Linked DNA regions of Salmo salar: region 1 is linked to region 2. The links are chromatin contacts, called in public Hi-C maps. All regions are on one chromosome and are shown on one strand. Each heading gives the region's core, a stretch centred on a gene start, on an enhancer-like site or on the middle of the called end of the contact. The rest is flanking DNA. Distances are from core to core; before and after follow the strand shown.

Region 1 (7,671 bases), core at 3,538-6,037, 100 kb before region 2:
TTCAGGATTTATGTTACTTTAAAGAGTATACTACTTGCCCATGGTACGTTGTTTACAGTGTCCGTACTGAAATCGATCTGAATATGTTGCTGTCTGTTCGAATGAGATCACTTTAATCTGTTGTCGATATTTGATTTGAAACTGTCCGTTGGCGTGAACACAGCATTCGGCGTCCGCGTAACCAACCAATGAGTAGCGATTAGATGAAATCGATGGCACCAGGCAGTGTCTTTATAGATCCTACCACCAGCACAGGAGTTGCTGTAGTCTACTCAGCAGTAACAATAATACACAGGAGTTGCTGTAGTCTACTCAGCAGTAACAATAATACAGAGGAGTTGTTCACATTTATTTACTCCAAAAAGTCAGCTCGATCATTCTGTTGTGTTTCTCTACTCCCAATGCTGCAGCGATAGGAAAATAGTTTGATTTTAATTGTTTTTTTTATCAGGACCACCACGTTGTAAATATTATTCTTATTCAAATATTATTATGCCCAACCTGCTGCCGTTAGTTTGGAGTGTTTGGAACGTTTGTCTCTGATGTTCTCAGGGAACTGGGTCTTTGTCTGGTCTGACACTGGCGTGGTACCATCATCTGAGTCTTTAGCCAACACTCAGAACCCTCACGGAGGTACTATAGTAACCCTAGAGACAACATTTGGAGCATGACGTAATTGGACGTAATTTTGTTGTAAACTGGTTTTCTGGTTGAAAATAAGTTATAAAACCAGATGACAAGAAACTGGTCTCTGTTACAGCAAGATGTATTTTTCATGACGAGAGCAAGATGTCATGGGAAAGACATCATATTTTGGTTGTTATCTGGTCAGATAACCAGATTATTGCATTTTGTGGTTGCTGTTTTACTTTTTTGTAAAAAAAATAACATTTAAAAAAAGGACACGTCTAATCTGCAACCTGATCATAATTTAATAATAGACATAATGATGTCATTGAAACCACTTTTGCTTGCTGGGGTAGCAATATGATGTTTAGGTCACAGTGAAGTGGACTGCATGTCCGACTCTCACTGTTTAGCAAAACGCTTCACGTCAGTTTGATGCGCCAAGAAATGTTTTTATTTTTACTCTTCCCCCATCCCATCCTATTGTGTAGTCATGAACTGAAACGTGTGTTTTCGTCTATGCTAAAGAGCCATTTCAATTGATGTGAGGTATGCTTTTATTCATTGACCTGTTTTGGGGTTTTGTTCATGAATGTATTTTATATCTGTGATTTTATGGCTATGAGATAATGTGCTCCCCCCTCCCTCCCACCTCTCATGTGAAATGGATACACTCGCAGTCCTCTCACTTTGTATAGCCAAGAACACTACTTTGAATGGTTCTTGGAAGAGAGACCTGAAAATGAGTTTTGATAGTGTCTGACTGTAGACTGGTTCAGGGCAGGCATCGCCCCCCCAGGCTCCAGGACCACGTTCCCTCCCCCATCCCCCTATCCCACTGTGGGGGTGACGTCACAGCAGCCCCCCCATCGCGCTCTCCGCCCCCCGGTCACTGCAGGGCTGCTTTCAATACATTGTTTTGACATTCCTTCCGTAAGGTACTTGTGATTTTATCTCCCCCTTTTCTGTTTTCCAGGCCTTAAATAGTGCTGTAAAGATACTGATGGGACTGTTTCTTTTCTGTGGACTTCGATTTGCCACATATGCCTTATTAGAACACATTGAGTTTGTATGTATGTACTGTATTTATGACGACACGAGTGCACACACACACTCAGTACCCTTACACAATGCTAAAGAGAATGATCTGTACTGAAGAGAGAGCAGTAGAAGTCGTTTGTTGTTGTTATATACAGGTCACTACTCCTGTCTGCATTGGCTGTTTAAACAAGGCACATATCTAAAGCCACCTGATGGATTTTCTCATGTAGTCCCAAGTTTTGACAATTGTACAAAATATAATTCTTGATTGTGTGACCGTTTCAACCCCCATCCCTTCCAAATGTAAACTTTTTTTTTTTTTTCTGTAAAATTGTATGCTTAAAGTTTTTGCACAGAATATATATTGGACACCGCCATATTTGAATATGTCGATCTTGCTTGCTTATGGGGGTCTCAAGGACGTGAGATGTTTGAGGTACAGTGTGCAGTGTTTTAAAAACCACTTATACTGGAATAAACTTACTGGAAATGTGCCCAAGCCTCATTTTCCTCTTCTTTCACAGAGAGGATGGATGGATGGATGGATGGATGGATGGATGGATGGATGGATGGATGGATGGACAAAAACAACACTGAAGATCTCTGCTTTCTAAAATTATTTAATTATCTTTTTTTTGGTTTAATTTACTGTCTTTAGTCAATGTCCTTCCAACTTCCAAATGCTTTTGATAGAAATTAACAAATCCCCTATCGAGTCTCCTCAAAGACCCTTAACAAAGCAACGGCAAACTCAGCCTTGGTTAACCACAATGCTATGAGTAAGTCCTTCAGTATTTGGCAGCGTGAGACAGGAAGGAGTGCATGTAGACAGTGCCGTGTAGAGGTTGTAGAGTACGGACGTCCTGGAGATGAACTGTGGTCAGTCCTTAATCAGGCCACTCTCACTTGTGGTTTTTGACTCGCGTCTCATCTCCTGGTCTTTTCATTCTCCCTCGTTCCTCCAGTCACGCAGAACGGCTACAGCTCCACTGACGCTCATAGGCTTTTATGACTGTTGAGTGAAGGGCATTGTCCATGCTCTCAGGGGAACTTCTGAGAAAGAGACAGAGGGCTAGAAACAAACAGTGAGGTCATTACAGCTTTAATGCAGGCTGCACAATTCCCCAGAGAGCTCTATGATTAAGTAAAGAGGCAGGTGTGCTTCTCAGAAGAGTAGACCGTCAGGCTAGGTGCTTTGAAGGTACAAAGTACAGTAATCAATGGAATAGACATCCATGAAATGACAAAACAGAACAACACGATAACAGCAAAAGAGAGTAATGTCTTTTGTGTTTTTAATCAAAGTTTTGAAGTGCTACCTTAATCAAGTGTACATATTAATTTGGGGGAGGGAAATAATTGTGTACTTAAATAGTGCTGTTCATGATTTTACTAAGTATATTTTAACAAGGTCATTAGGAAGAGGCTCTTTACACTTCTATACTGTATGTCATGCTTTCAGTATATCAGCAGCAGTTCAAACTTTATCAAATAAAATACTTAAGACTTAAAGACGAACTATGGAAGTTGGAAGTTGAATATGGAAGTTGAATTGCTCTCTGATTCAGAGGGGTTGAGTTAAATGCATTCAGTTGTGCAACTGACTAGGTATCCCCTTTCCCTAATTGTTAGTTACATTTTAACTTGAATGTTGGCTGTATGGTTCATATACAGCACATTATCACACACATATTTTTTATCATAACAAGGTGCACTCTTGTCTGCCCAATCAGGACATTTGTAGGTATATTTGTCCACTTAGCCCTTTTGGCTCAAGAGCATCCCCAGGGGCAACAGTTCTGTATGGCCTCATCTTTAATCTCTCTCATTCCTTTGCGCCAGCTCATTGTTGTGTTCCACCTGAAAAGAACCCTCTGACATTGCGGAAAGAAACGCTCCCAAACATACTTAATAATCTTGAACTTCAAACACGACTTCAAACAACACTGTTATAGTACAGGGAATTAAATCCTGAAAGGGACATTATCATATATTGCCCAAAGAGTAACCAACTGGGCAGTCTCCCTCAGCAAAAATACCCTGTCGGGAACCGCTATTAGAAATGTTTGCTCCTTCTCAACTGTCTCCTCTCTGTTGTTTCTCTGACTAAACTCGTCTGGCTGTATTTATTTTCAGATCTGACTCGTCCTGGTCAACCACAGACAGTGGACCCAGACATGCTGTGCTCGAATGAATCCAAGTATATTTGTTGTGTAGGCTACAGATTCTTTTAAAAGCTCAATGACGATGTACTGTAACAGACTGCTCTCCAGTCTTTCTTTCTCTGCTCTAAAAAGCACTCCACACTTACGACGTTCTAAATTGAGCTGCTGTGCTCCTCTCTTCCTCCCCCCTCTCCTCACCTCTCCATTCTCATCTGTCCATCAGATTCTGAGGGCAGCTCAGACAGAGAGCACTGACACCACAGTGTCAGGATTTCTCTGACGCTGTGATGCATTTAGCCCCCACGGTTGTTCAGAAAACGCATACCTGCAGTCAGAAAAGCTCCTTCACCGGCCCACTCAACTGTTCACAGTAACTGTGCCGCCATACCAGGCATGCTCTTGTCCTTGGCTTTTTTGTTTTCCTTTTAAGAGTGTAGGGCTCCATTTGGGATCCAGACAAGCTTTTCTTCTTTTGTCGAATAGCTTCGTCGTTCTCAAGGCTACCACTAGAGGTCTCACGTGTTCGGTTTCAGAGCTGTCAGAGAAAGACCTGCTTGTTGAAGAAGTTAATTCCTCCCTATTTCTCTTTTCAAGTCGATAAGTTATTCATCTCTTTCCAAATCACAATCACTGTTTATGTGAGTAACGGATGCCAATGCACTGAGAGAAACTACATTGTTCAAGATTTGAGACCATCAGTTCTAGATTTTGTTATGGAATATTCCACATCATGGTATCACTATCGACCTTTGTAGACAACAATGATTCGCTAAACAGGGCTTAAGAAATGACCCCAAACTTAAGTGTCCAGGCCCTGACCCTCCCTTCAACTGGTGTAATTTCATGTCAGTCACAGATTGGTCTCTCCCTCCCACTCCCCCCTATACAACAGCCAGTTGTTCTGTTGGTGACCTGTCAGTGCATCGGAGGGAGCAGCGTTGAGGTCGGTGCCTCTTATCAGCCCCAGCAGACGCAACAGTGGGCTCCAGTGTGTACTGCAGCCAGGAAACGGCCCGGGCCTTGGGAGGACGATGAGCAGATGCTGGGGAGGAGGGGTTGAGAGGGGTAGTCTGGATAAACAGCCTGTACTGTCATGGCCAGGCAGCGTTCACCGTACACAGCACAGACTGGACCGTGCAGAACACACACACACATCTCAAGGCATTGTTAAACCAATAGCTTACCCAGTTCACAAATGTGTGCATGTCACAGTTTCGGATGAACGTCTTCCGATTTTAACAATTGTCAGCCCCATATATAGTAATTTTCCGGCACCATGGTTCTGAGACTCCTACATTGCTTCTGGTAAGTACTCAAACAACCCTGTTACATAGTCCTGTAGCCTACAGTACCCCTCTAGTGGGCCTCAGATTGCTAAGGATTCTCACTGGCCAGAGATTCTCAGCCTGGAATCTCCTCCAGCAGAGGGCATGCTTGATATCACACCATCTGTGTTGCCTCCTCAACAAGACATTTATTACTACCACATTACAGTGTTCCAAGACCCAATCAAACTGATAAACATCATTAGTCAACTCCCTTGTCGAACCCTCATGTATAGAGAGGTGAATGACCTCAAAAGCAAAGAGAAAAGTATTGTGTCCTGTATGCTGGGACTTCAGATATGTGTGTAGTTAGTAACTGTATAGATATTTTATTTTTTACCTTTTATTTAACTAGGCAAGTCAGTTAAGAACAAATTCTTATTTTCAATGACAGCCTAGGAACAGTGGGTTAACTGCCTTGTTCAGGGGCAGAACAACAGATTTCTACCTTGTCAGCTTGGGGATTCGATCTTGCAACCTTTCGGTTACTAGTCCAACACTCTAACCACTAGGCTACCTCGAGAGAGAAGGGAGATCTCTTGCTTAGTCATAATTCGTTTTTTTATTGTATGATACAGGCTATATTAGCCTTTTAATTAACAGAACTTAGACGTTTCCAACTTTTTCACTTTATTAGAATTATACAAAATAGGGCCCTCCCGAGTGGTGCAGCGGTCTAAGGCACTGCATTGCAGGGGTTTGATCCCAGGCTGTGTCATTACCGGCCGTGACCAGGAGTCCCATAGGGCGGTGCACAATTGGCCCAGCGTCGTCCAGGTTTGGGGAGAGTTTGGCCGGGGGGGCTTTACTTGGCTCATCGCACTCTAGTGGCTCCTTGTGGTGGGCCGGGCGCATGCAGGCTGACTTCGGTCGTCAGTTGAACAGTGTTTCCTCCGACACATTGTTGCAGCTGGTTTCCGGGTTAAGCGAGCGGGTGTTAAGAAGCGTGGTTTGGCGGGTCATGTTTCGGAGGACGCTTGACTCGACCTTCGCCTCTCCCGAGCCCGTTGAGGAGTTGCAGCGATGAGACGAGATCGTAATCCCGAAATTGGGGAGAAAAATAGGGTCAAAAACAAAGTAGTGTGGATATATTTTATACATTGAAGATAACACAAAACTGCGAGACAATAACATTCATGGCATAATTGCACATGAGACAAAATTACCATAATAAAAGTAACAATCCGCAGTCTTTATTTTAAGATGTAAATATCATACACATATTAAAACAATATGCCACTGCAGTTACTGAATTTAAAACTACAAATCTAGGCTAACAAGAAGCAATCTGAGTTAAATTCATAAGATGGAAACATGACAACAGAGTTGCTGCTGGCAGTTTCACAGTTTGACTGTGTTAGTTTAGCTGTGAAAGATCAGTCGAGGAAAAAGGGAGGGAAACGTCAAGTAAATGGAGGAAGCTATGCTAAGCGCGTTATGATAGCATTACGCCGACAATCCAATTGGCGGGACGAGTGAGCCTCTCATGTATGTCGATGATAACATGTTTATACGCTGCGTGGCTATACGTCCCCATGAACACACACTGAGTCATCATCTATATGACACTGCAATCTATATGACACCATGCCCTTCCTTCATAAAGGAAGGAAGGGCACTCTCCTCGAGTGTTCCTACCATTATCAGACCGTTAGAGCCCACTGTGTGAAGTGTCTATCATGGCCAATCCAATCAGAGGACCATGGAGGCTCCTCAGTACAACTCAGTAGGAGGTTGAAGGTCAGCGACGGGCAGTGAACAGTGTGGGTGCACGTGTGTGTGGTGTGTGGTTTCTACAGCCACTTGACCAGAGGAAGAGAGTCCACCTTTACCACTTCCCAGGGGTCAAGAGGTACCTGACCCACTGATTGGTTGGTAGCTGAAAGGTCAATAGGCTGGTAACTGATGGCTGGTCAAGGACAGGCTTGCGATAGAGAAGGCAGGCCGTTGTGGACAGCAAGACACAGCCATTGTGGTCTATTGTGAGCACTGGTAGGGGGAACTCATAAGGCTCTTTCTCCCTGAGAAATCTTTGGATGTCCAGGTTGAAAGAGAGTTATCCTTGTGGACATGTCAAGATAATGACATTTTAACTTGCATCATAAGGGTGCCTTGGTATTGTTTTTTTATATGAACATTTCTGTTTCAATAGCTATTTTAGGTTTCCATCCACTTGTCAAAAGATTTTCAAGTGAATACTTTAATATTCACACAAAAAGAGATGCCCATTTTACAGGCAGCGGTGTGTTTCCATCAAAGTGGCTTGTTACGAATAAAAAGCTGTGCATGATTACGTAGTGCACATCAAAAGCACTTTGTCGTCGGACCACACAACGTAGCATCGTGTGACTGCAAATTTACTGCGACATGATGGCTCTTCTATCAAAAGATGCGAAAAACAAAAATTCACTGCCATTTGTCGCATTATCTATTTCACAGACAAAAAAAGGGTCCACCCTTTCAAATGTATTTTGGTTTTGTCAACATTTAGGGAAGCTTACCTACAATTGCTT
Region 2 (7,645 bases), core at 1,448-3,947:
ACATACAATTTCACAATGACACAGCAGATGGTCATGAGCAAATAAAACTGGCGGACATCTTGAAATGACTGTTTAGATAGGGTTGCTGTGCTGTGCTGAGGTTTTGCTTATTAAAAAATATCATGTGAGAAAAATCATATGATGGGAAAATCTGGGATCTTTCCCTCTTTACGTCCCTCTCTACATCCCTCCCTCCATCCCTCATTACATTCCTCTCTACATCCATCCCTCTCTACATCCCTCCCTCCATCCCTCTTTACATTCCTCTCTACATCCATCCCTCTCTACATCCCACCCTCCATCCTTCTTTACATTCCTCTCTACATCCATCCCTCTCTACATCCCACCCTCCATCCCTCTATATATCCCTCCCTCCATCCCTCTTTACATCCCTCTCTACATCCCTCCCTCCATCCCTCTTTACATCCATCCCTCCATCCCTCTCTACATCCATTCCTCCATCCCTCTCTACACCCCTCTCTACATCTCTCCCTCCATCCCTCCCTCCATCCCTCTCTACATCCATCCATCCATCCCTCCATCCCTCCATCCCTCCCTCCATCCCTCTACTGAACACGGTCCTTTTCTCTGTTAAATGACAGCTCACAGAGATCAAGCCCCTGGTGGAGCGCCAACACAACCAGCCTCTTTGTTCAGGTGAAGTTCTTCCCTGGTATCTCCGGCTCCCAAACTCCGAACTGCGTTTACTCAGCTTAAAGAAATGAGACGAGTCTTGTAGCTAGCTGCTTGGCGCCCACCCTCTTCCCCAGCCATCTCCATAGACAGAGGATGCGTCCCAAGTGGCACCCTATGTCCTATATTATGAACTAAAAAGCAAACAGGGTGCCGTTTGGGAAGCAACCATAGACAGAGAGGATGTAACAGCCAAGATAATCCAGTCATTCTTAGGGTGTAGGCCTACACTGCAAACATGATTTAAATGGTGATGGCATAACGTAGACATACTAGTGGAAAATGATATTAGGGATCATAAAATGCGTTGTAGAATTGTAACATATGTCTCTGTAGGTTCATAAAATGAAATCCCAGAGTAAATAATGTTCATAAAATGAAACCTCAGGGTAAACTAGGTTCATAAAATGAAATCCCAGGGTAAATAATGTTCATAAAATGGAATTCCAGGGTAAACTAAGTTCATAAAATGAAATCCCAGGGTAAACTAGGTTCAAAAAATGAAATCCCGGGGTAATCTAGGTTCATAAAATGAAATCCCAGGGTAAATAATGTTCATAAAATGGAATTCCAGGGTAAACTAAGTTCATAAAATGAAATCCCAGGGTAAACTAGGTTCAAAAAATGAAATCCCGGGGTAATCTAGGTTCATAAAATGAAATCCCAGGGTAAATAATGTTCATAAAATGAAACCCCAGGGTAAATAATGTTCATAAAATGAAACCCCAGGGTAAACTAGGTTCATAAAATTAAATCCCAGTGTAAATAATGTTCAGAAAATGAAATCCCAGGGTTAACTAGGTTCATAAAATGAAATCCCAGGGTAAATAATGTTCATAAAATGAAGTTCCAGGGTAAACTAGGTTCATAAAATGAATCCCAGGGTAATCTAGGTTCATAAAATGAAATCTCTGGGTAAATTGTGACAGTACCTAAGGAAACCACAGTGAAAACACTTTTAGCAAAGTGAAAAAAAACCCACATTTGTCATACCTGTCTATTGTATGAGAGGTAGCCCAGTGGGATGAATGTGTGGCTCACTGTGCTCACTGCCCTGACAGCTTCCCCACCCATCCCAGACACATTAACTATTAGCCCTGCAGCCTCGGCAGTTGTGTGTGTGTGGTGTATGTGTACAAGCATAAATCTGTGTCTACACACGTGTGCGAGGGTGCATGCGGGCACATTGGTCTGTGTGCATGTACAGTATGTGTGTAGGGATGGCTTGCTGTGTCTGCTAAAAATGGCTGAGCCCAGTCTGGCTGGCTCAGACAGAGGGAGAGAAAGAGAGAAGGTCAAACATTCATTTTACACTACCTTTACACACACTGACAGATGAGGTCTGCTTTGACCTAACTTCATCTGATCCACTCCTGTCTGTCAGTTCGCTGGTGGTGACTGCATGGTCAAGAAGCAGTTTAAAGGTTCTGCTTCTCCTGTGACACAGAAAGATAAGCTACACAATCTAACACTATGGGGAGAGGTCCAAATCACAGGCAAATACAAACACCAGTAAGGCAGTAACCCTTTGCGTTTCAATGCTTTTCAGCTGCCTATCAGTGCACAACCAACCGCCCAGGCAGGGACACTACCTGCGTCTCTCTACCATATAGCATATTTCCAGGAAGTGCAAGCCACTGTGGTGGGGCTCTGTGTGGACGTAATGGGGAGTTGTGGGGAGTGACAGTTAAAGGGGAGAGGGAGAAGGGGGGCATTGGAAAAGGGAGGTTGCAGTGTGCAGAAGTGTGTGTGGGGGGGGGGGGGGGGTCTGTTCATGTGTGCCAGGCACTGCACACAATGGGGTCCGCCCGCCCGCCACGGAGAGAGAGCAAGAGCAGGAAGGAATCTGGCCGCTCTGTTTCTCTCTACCTCCCTCATTCCCTCTCTCTCTCTCTGTCTCTCACTGAGTCAAATAGGAGAGGCGTGGCGAGGGGAGAGGAGAGGGGCGAGGCGAGGGGAGAGGGGCTGGCTGCACTCGGAGCACAGCACGGCCAGGCTGAACCGAGTGAACTGCACCAGAGTGTTTGCTGTGAGGTCAGAGAGTCCAACATTCCTCTGGAGCTGTGTGTTTACACTGCTCGGGAGAGAGAGAGAGTGAGAGAGAGCGAGAGAGAGAGAGAGCGAGAGAGACAGAGAGAGAGAGAGCGAGAGAGAGAGAGAGAGAGAGATGGGGCGCCAGGGGGGAACGAGGGGGCTTACAGAACGTGGAACAAATCAACGTCCTGTCCCTCTTTGTGCCATACAGTCCTGTCCTGCTCTACTCTACTCTACCGCTGAACCAATGCAACACTACACTATCACTTCAACCAGGCTTTTGAATCATCACAAACTTTGCATTATCTGTGAAGAAAAGCAACAGGCTGACAGAGTGTTTATTATCTACAGCCTGGGATCTAGTACAGATTTTTGTACGTTTGCTAGATGTGTGGTTTATTTAACGTTAATAATTTATGTGTTGAAAAGTTGGGGAAAAACTCTAAGGAGCAGAGTTAGATCTGGTAATCAAACACATATTTCTCTGTGCCTCTGGAGACACATGGAAAAGGACGTCCAACACTCCAATCATGTCAAAAACAATTGTACATTCTGCAGAGTGAATTTCTTTTATTTGTTTATGTAAAACTCACAAAGCGAGATTCTACATAAAAACTAGCTTGGCTTAACAATTCTGAAAACCCGGAGCCTATGGTAAAACTAGAAACTATTGATATTGGTATTTATATTTATTTAATTCTGTTTATTTTACATTTACTGTAGTATTTAAAATATATATATATATTTTCCATCGAACAGTCTTCAGTACAATTTTATTCCAATCACTACAAATGTAATGTTATTTGTTAGTATGTCATTGTACAATTCAAACCAATTATCTGGTATAAAAAAAACACCATCTGAAACATTCCATAAGGATCTCGTTCATAAAGTTGGTTTTCATTTCTAATGAAGAGACATAGTACAGTAAGTAGTTCCTATGGAATAATCTCAAATTTAAAAACGAAACTCTTTACAAAATCCTTGTATCATTATTATAGAAATATGTATTAAGTAGAAATTCTATATCACTAAACATGACTTTGGCTTAATACTAGGCAGAAATATGCTGTTCACCATTCATGTATATTGCTCACAATTATTGAAGAAAGGTCATTTAAAAAAAAGGTTATTTAAGAAAGGTTATTTAAGAAATGTTATTTAAGAAATGTTATTTAAGAAAGCATAAAAAAAACTGCTTGGCCAAAGATACAATTGTTTCATGATAGAGCCCCTCTACCAATAAATCAACCAGGCCTCTCTGAGATCTGGGCCTGTTTTCATAAAGCACTTAATAAATAAAAGGACATGGACAGGGAGGAGCTGATCCTAGACCAGCACTCTTAAACTGAGAAGTTTTGTGAAAATGAGTACTGGTCTGCTGTACTGGGACTAAGAGCTGGGACGATCAGAAGTGCAGTTCATCGGGGAGATTTTCATTCACTGAATAAAGATTTCCTTTCCCCCTCTCCTGGACAGTAAGACATACTACACTCTATTCACAGCACACATCTGCACTGCAGATTCCACAACGCCGAGCACTAACACTTTCGGTAAGAACATTTGGAAACTAAATGAATCTGTCCACTTTTGTAAATAACATGTAATATTATCTCTCAGTTAAAAGTATTCTTACAATATCAGAGGCTATAATGAAGAAAGTAAAAAGTTTACTGACTACACACTATAGAATTCTAAAGGGTTTTTTCTACAGTAATCCTACAAAATTCAGTGAGTTAAAAGAATATGTCAATGTAAAGATATTTGCTTTATGCTATATTAAAAATATGTATATTTAATTGTACTTCCAATTTGTAAAGTACAAACGTTTCTCTCCCCCTCTCTGTCTATCTCTCTCTGTTCTCCCTTAGTTTTCCATCAAACACTTTTTTTGTGGCTAAACTATCACACAATTTCTCAACAAAAGAAAAGGAAAATGTATTTGCCAGTGTTTTAGTAGTATATATAACAGGGGTCACCTCAGAACCAAAGAGTTCAGACTGCGCTCTTTCGGAAGCCTTAGCAATTGTGATAATAAATCACATTAAATCCACATAAAACAATCAAATGTTTTTATTCCAAATGATTGATTGCAGAAATAGTTTCTGTTTCATCTGCCATGCCATTATGTGCAATAAGGATCAGGTTATAAGGATCAGGCTATAAGGATCAAGTTATAAGGATCAGGCTATAAGGATCAGGTTATAAGGATCAGGCTATAAGGATCAGGCTATAAGGATCGGGTTATATGGATCGGGCTATAAGGATCGGGCTATAAGGATCGGGCTATAAGGATCAGGCTATAAGGATCAGGTTATAAGGATCAGGTTATAAGGATCAGGTTATAAGGATCAGGCTATAAGGATCAGGCTATAAGGATCAGGCTATAAGGATCAGGCTATAAGGATCAGGTTATAAGGATCAGGTTATAAGGATCAGGTTATAAGGATCAGGCTATAAGGATCAGGCTATAAGGATCAGGCTATAAGGATCAGGCTATAAGGATCAAGTTATAAGGATCAGGCTATAAGGATCAGGCTATAAGGATCAGGCTATAAGGATCAGGCTATAAGGATCAGGCTATAGGGATCAGGCTATAAGGATCAGGTTATAAGGATCAGGCTATAAGGATCAGGTTATAAGGATCAGGTTATAAGGATCAGGCTATAAGGATCAGGTTATAAGGATCAGGTTATAAGGATCAGGCTATAAGGATCAGGTTATAAGGATCAGGCTATAAGGATCAGGTTATAAGGATCAGGTTATAAGGATCAGGTTATAAGGATCAGGCTATAAGGATCAGGCTATACGGATCAGGTTATAAGGATCAGGTTATAAGGATCAGGCTATAAGGATCAGGCTATAAGGATCAGGCTATAAGGATCAGGCTATAAGGATTTTGATGCAAAGATGACCATTTGAAAATCCTCACATCTGGCACCAGCTAGAATGTAATCCCAGCAAATCAAACCTGAGTGTGAGACTATCGGTTGTCTGGCGTTCCAGACTGTTTAATCAATTTAGCTTCAGACTGCTGCATTGCAACACCAGTTGGTAGGAGATCAACTGCGCACCCCCTGACAAAAACAAATCTAATACTGAACTGCAGGGGAGGAATATGGCAAAATCCTGAAAAAGATTTCATCCATTTTAAATCTGCTGACTAAAGCTGAGGAATATCATGAGGCACTAAGACGATAGGGTGAGTTACAAAGTTGCTTAGATGATCTATTTTACATTTCAGAAGCTGAAATATAGGAGATTGAAAAGGCATTTTACTAGCTTCAGATGACAGCTACAATGTCACAGTATATTTTCATTCCAAACTGTTTTTAAAAGAACAGTAAACATTTGGAAACAAAAACAACAGCAGCTTATGGGGAACAAACAGGCACCAGACTATACAAACAAACTGAACCATCAAATTCACTCACTTTTTACCAACTTTCAATTTCATCAACATGTTTCAATATCACTGTAAAGCAAACGTTTATTCTTTGGTGTAACATATAATTCAATTCAGAACAATTTGAGTCAATTTAAATCTATCAGTTAAGTACTTGAGCTCTGTCCTTCAAATTATGAATGTCTACAGCAATAAAATCCAGTCACAGACAGGAAATGAGAGGAGGATGTGTGCTTTGCATCCAAAGGTTGAGCTATCCTTCATAGTTGTGTATTCTTTGGTAAAAGTCCTGACTTACAGTAACAATACAAAAGGTCCAAACTGACACATTGTGCATGAGTGTGTGACTGGTGGTTGCTTGGATAGGTTTACCAATGGCCTCAAAATGCTCACTGATTTACTAAACAGAAGCATGCACTCTTTAGTCCCACGCTCCCTATAGGTGAACAGCTCTAACACTACATTTTAACACTCAATTTAAGGGAAACATGCACTTAAAAAGCACTTAGTAACAACTGACAGGTAAGAGATAATTAAAAAGTATCTTAACCCTGCGAAGAGCTGGAAAAGGGGGATGAGAGAGAGACAAGGTGGTGGTTTTGGCAGTTCAGCTACCGGCTAAGGGGATAGGGGACGACGGGAGAGCGAGAGGGAGAACTCACTCAGGCTCCGAGCAGTAGACCTGGGGGCCAGTGCCTCAGAGCTCTGGCCAGACCTCCATTCCTCAGCCCCCTAGGGGGTACAGCCACATTTACAGCCCCAGCAGCCAGCCCTGCCACAGGGGAGCGTAGCCAGACACCCACTCAGGACACCCATCCCCAAAAACAAACCACTCCGGGAGGGAACCACCGCAAAAGAAGAGGCGGCAGGAGGTTTCCAATGCAGCTGGGCACCGGGCAGCTGCCAAATTGACGCCACGCTTCTCTTCTTCCTTTCTCTCTCTCTCTCTCTCTATCAATCCCTCGCTCCAGAGCCGAGAGAGGCCCAGGATTGGGAGAGCGGAGGGAGAGAGAGAGAGAAGGAGAGAGGGAGGGTCAGGCACACAGACACAATAGACAGCCGTGGCTTTGACAATGCCTTCCCCAAATGCCAGAACCTTTGCTCCCTCTCCATGACACCCGCATTCAACCAGACAGACTACGCTGGACACAGACAATGGCAAGAAGATCGGAAGAACAGAAAGAATAGAGAGAGAGCCAGCAGGGGATAGTGGAGGGGAAAAAAGGGGGTTAGGATGAATGGTAAGGTAAGATCGGCGAACTGCGCTCACCTTTTGTCCGCCTCTTTGTTGTTTGTGTGTTTCATTCATTTTCCGAATTTTTGCATAGTAATCCGTCACAAAGTTTGGGACAGAGTACCGCGACCGTAATGCGATGAGTACTGTTACGTATTTTCATATTCAGCCCTGCGCACTTTTCGGAATATGGGAAGTGTTTTTCCCCCTGCTTGCGGTCATTGTCCTGTCAAGGTTGGAGATGACATAGAAAAGGAAAGGAGTGTGAGATGGTCAGC

What was found. Hi-C and Micro-C count contacts between places; a contact is called where the count stands out from the background.
Region 1: a Hi-C map of muscle shows a contact between it and region 2, with 10 times the contacts expected there. The contact joins two enhancer-like sites. A contact is called at or near these places in 2 of 3 Hi-C or Micro-C datasets (gill and muscle).

The regions. Positions count from the first base shown.
Region 1 is chrssa09:124,275,282-124,282,952 of Ssal_v3.1, reverse strand. It overlaps LOC106612559 (sortilin-related receptor), which reads left to right. Exons shown (of 48, transcript XM_045724476.1): 48 at 1-2,162. Among protein-coding and RNA genes, the nearest start is that of LOC106612559, 81 kb to the left of the region's middle. Within about 2 kb of position 4,787, at least 2 of the 13 cell types and tissues checked have an H3K27ac peak or open chromatin away from gene starts, as enhancers often do. A contact at or near this core is called in muscle, where this site is marked.
Region 2 is chrssa09:124,171,618-124,179,262 of Ssal_v3.1, reverse strand. The region is part of intron 1 of LOC123744727 (a long non-coding RNA gene); the gene reads right to left. Among protein-coding and RNA genes, the nearest start is that of LOC123744727, 24 kb to the right of the region's middle. Within about 2 kb of position 2,697, at least 7 of the 13 cell types and tissues checked have an H3K27ac peak or open chromatin away from gene starts, as enhancers often do. A contact at or near this core is called in muscle, where this site is marked.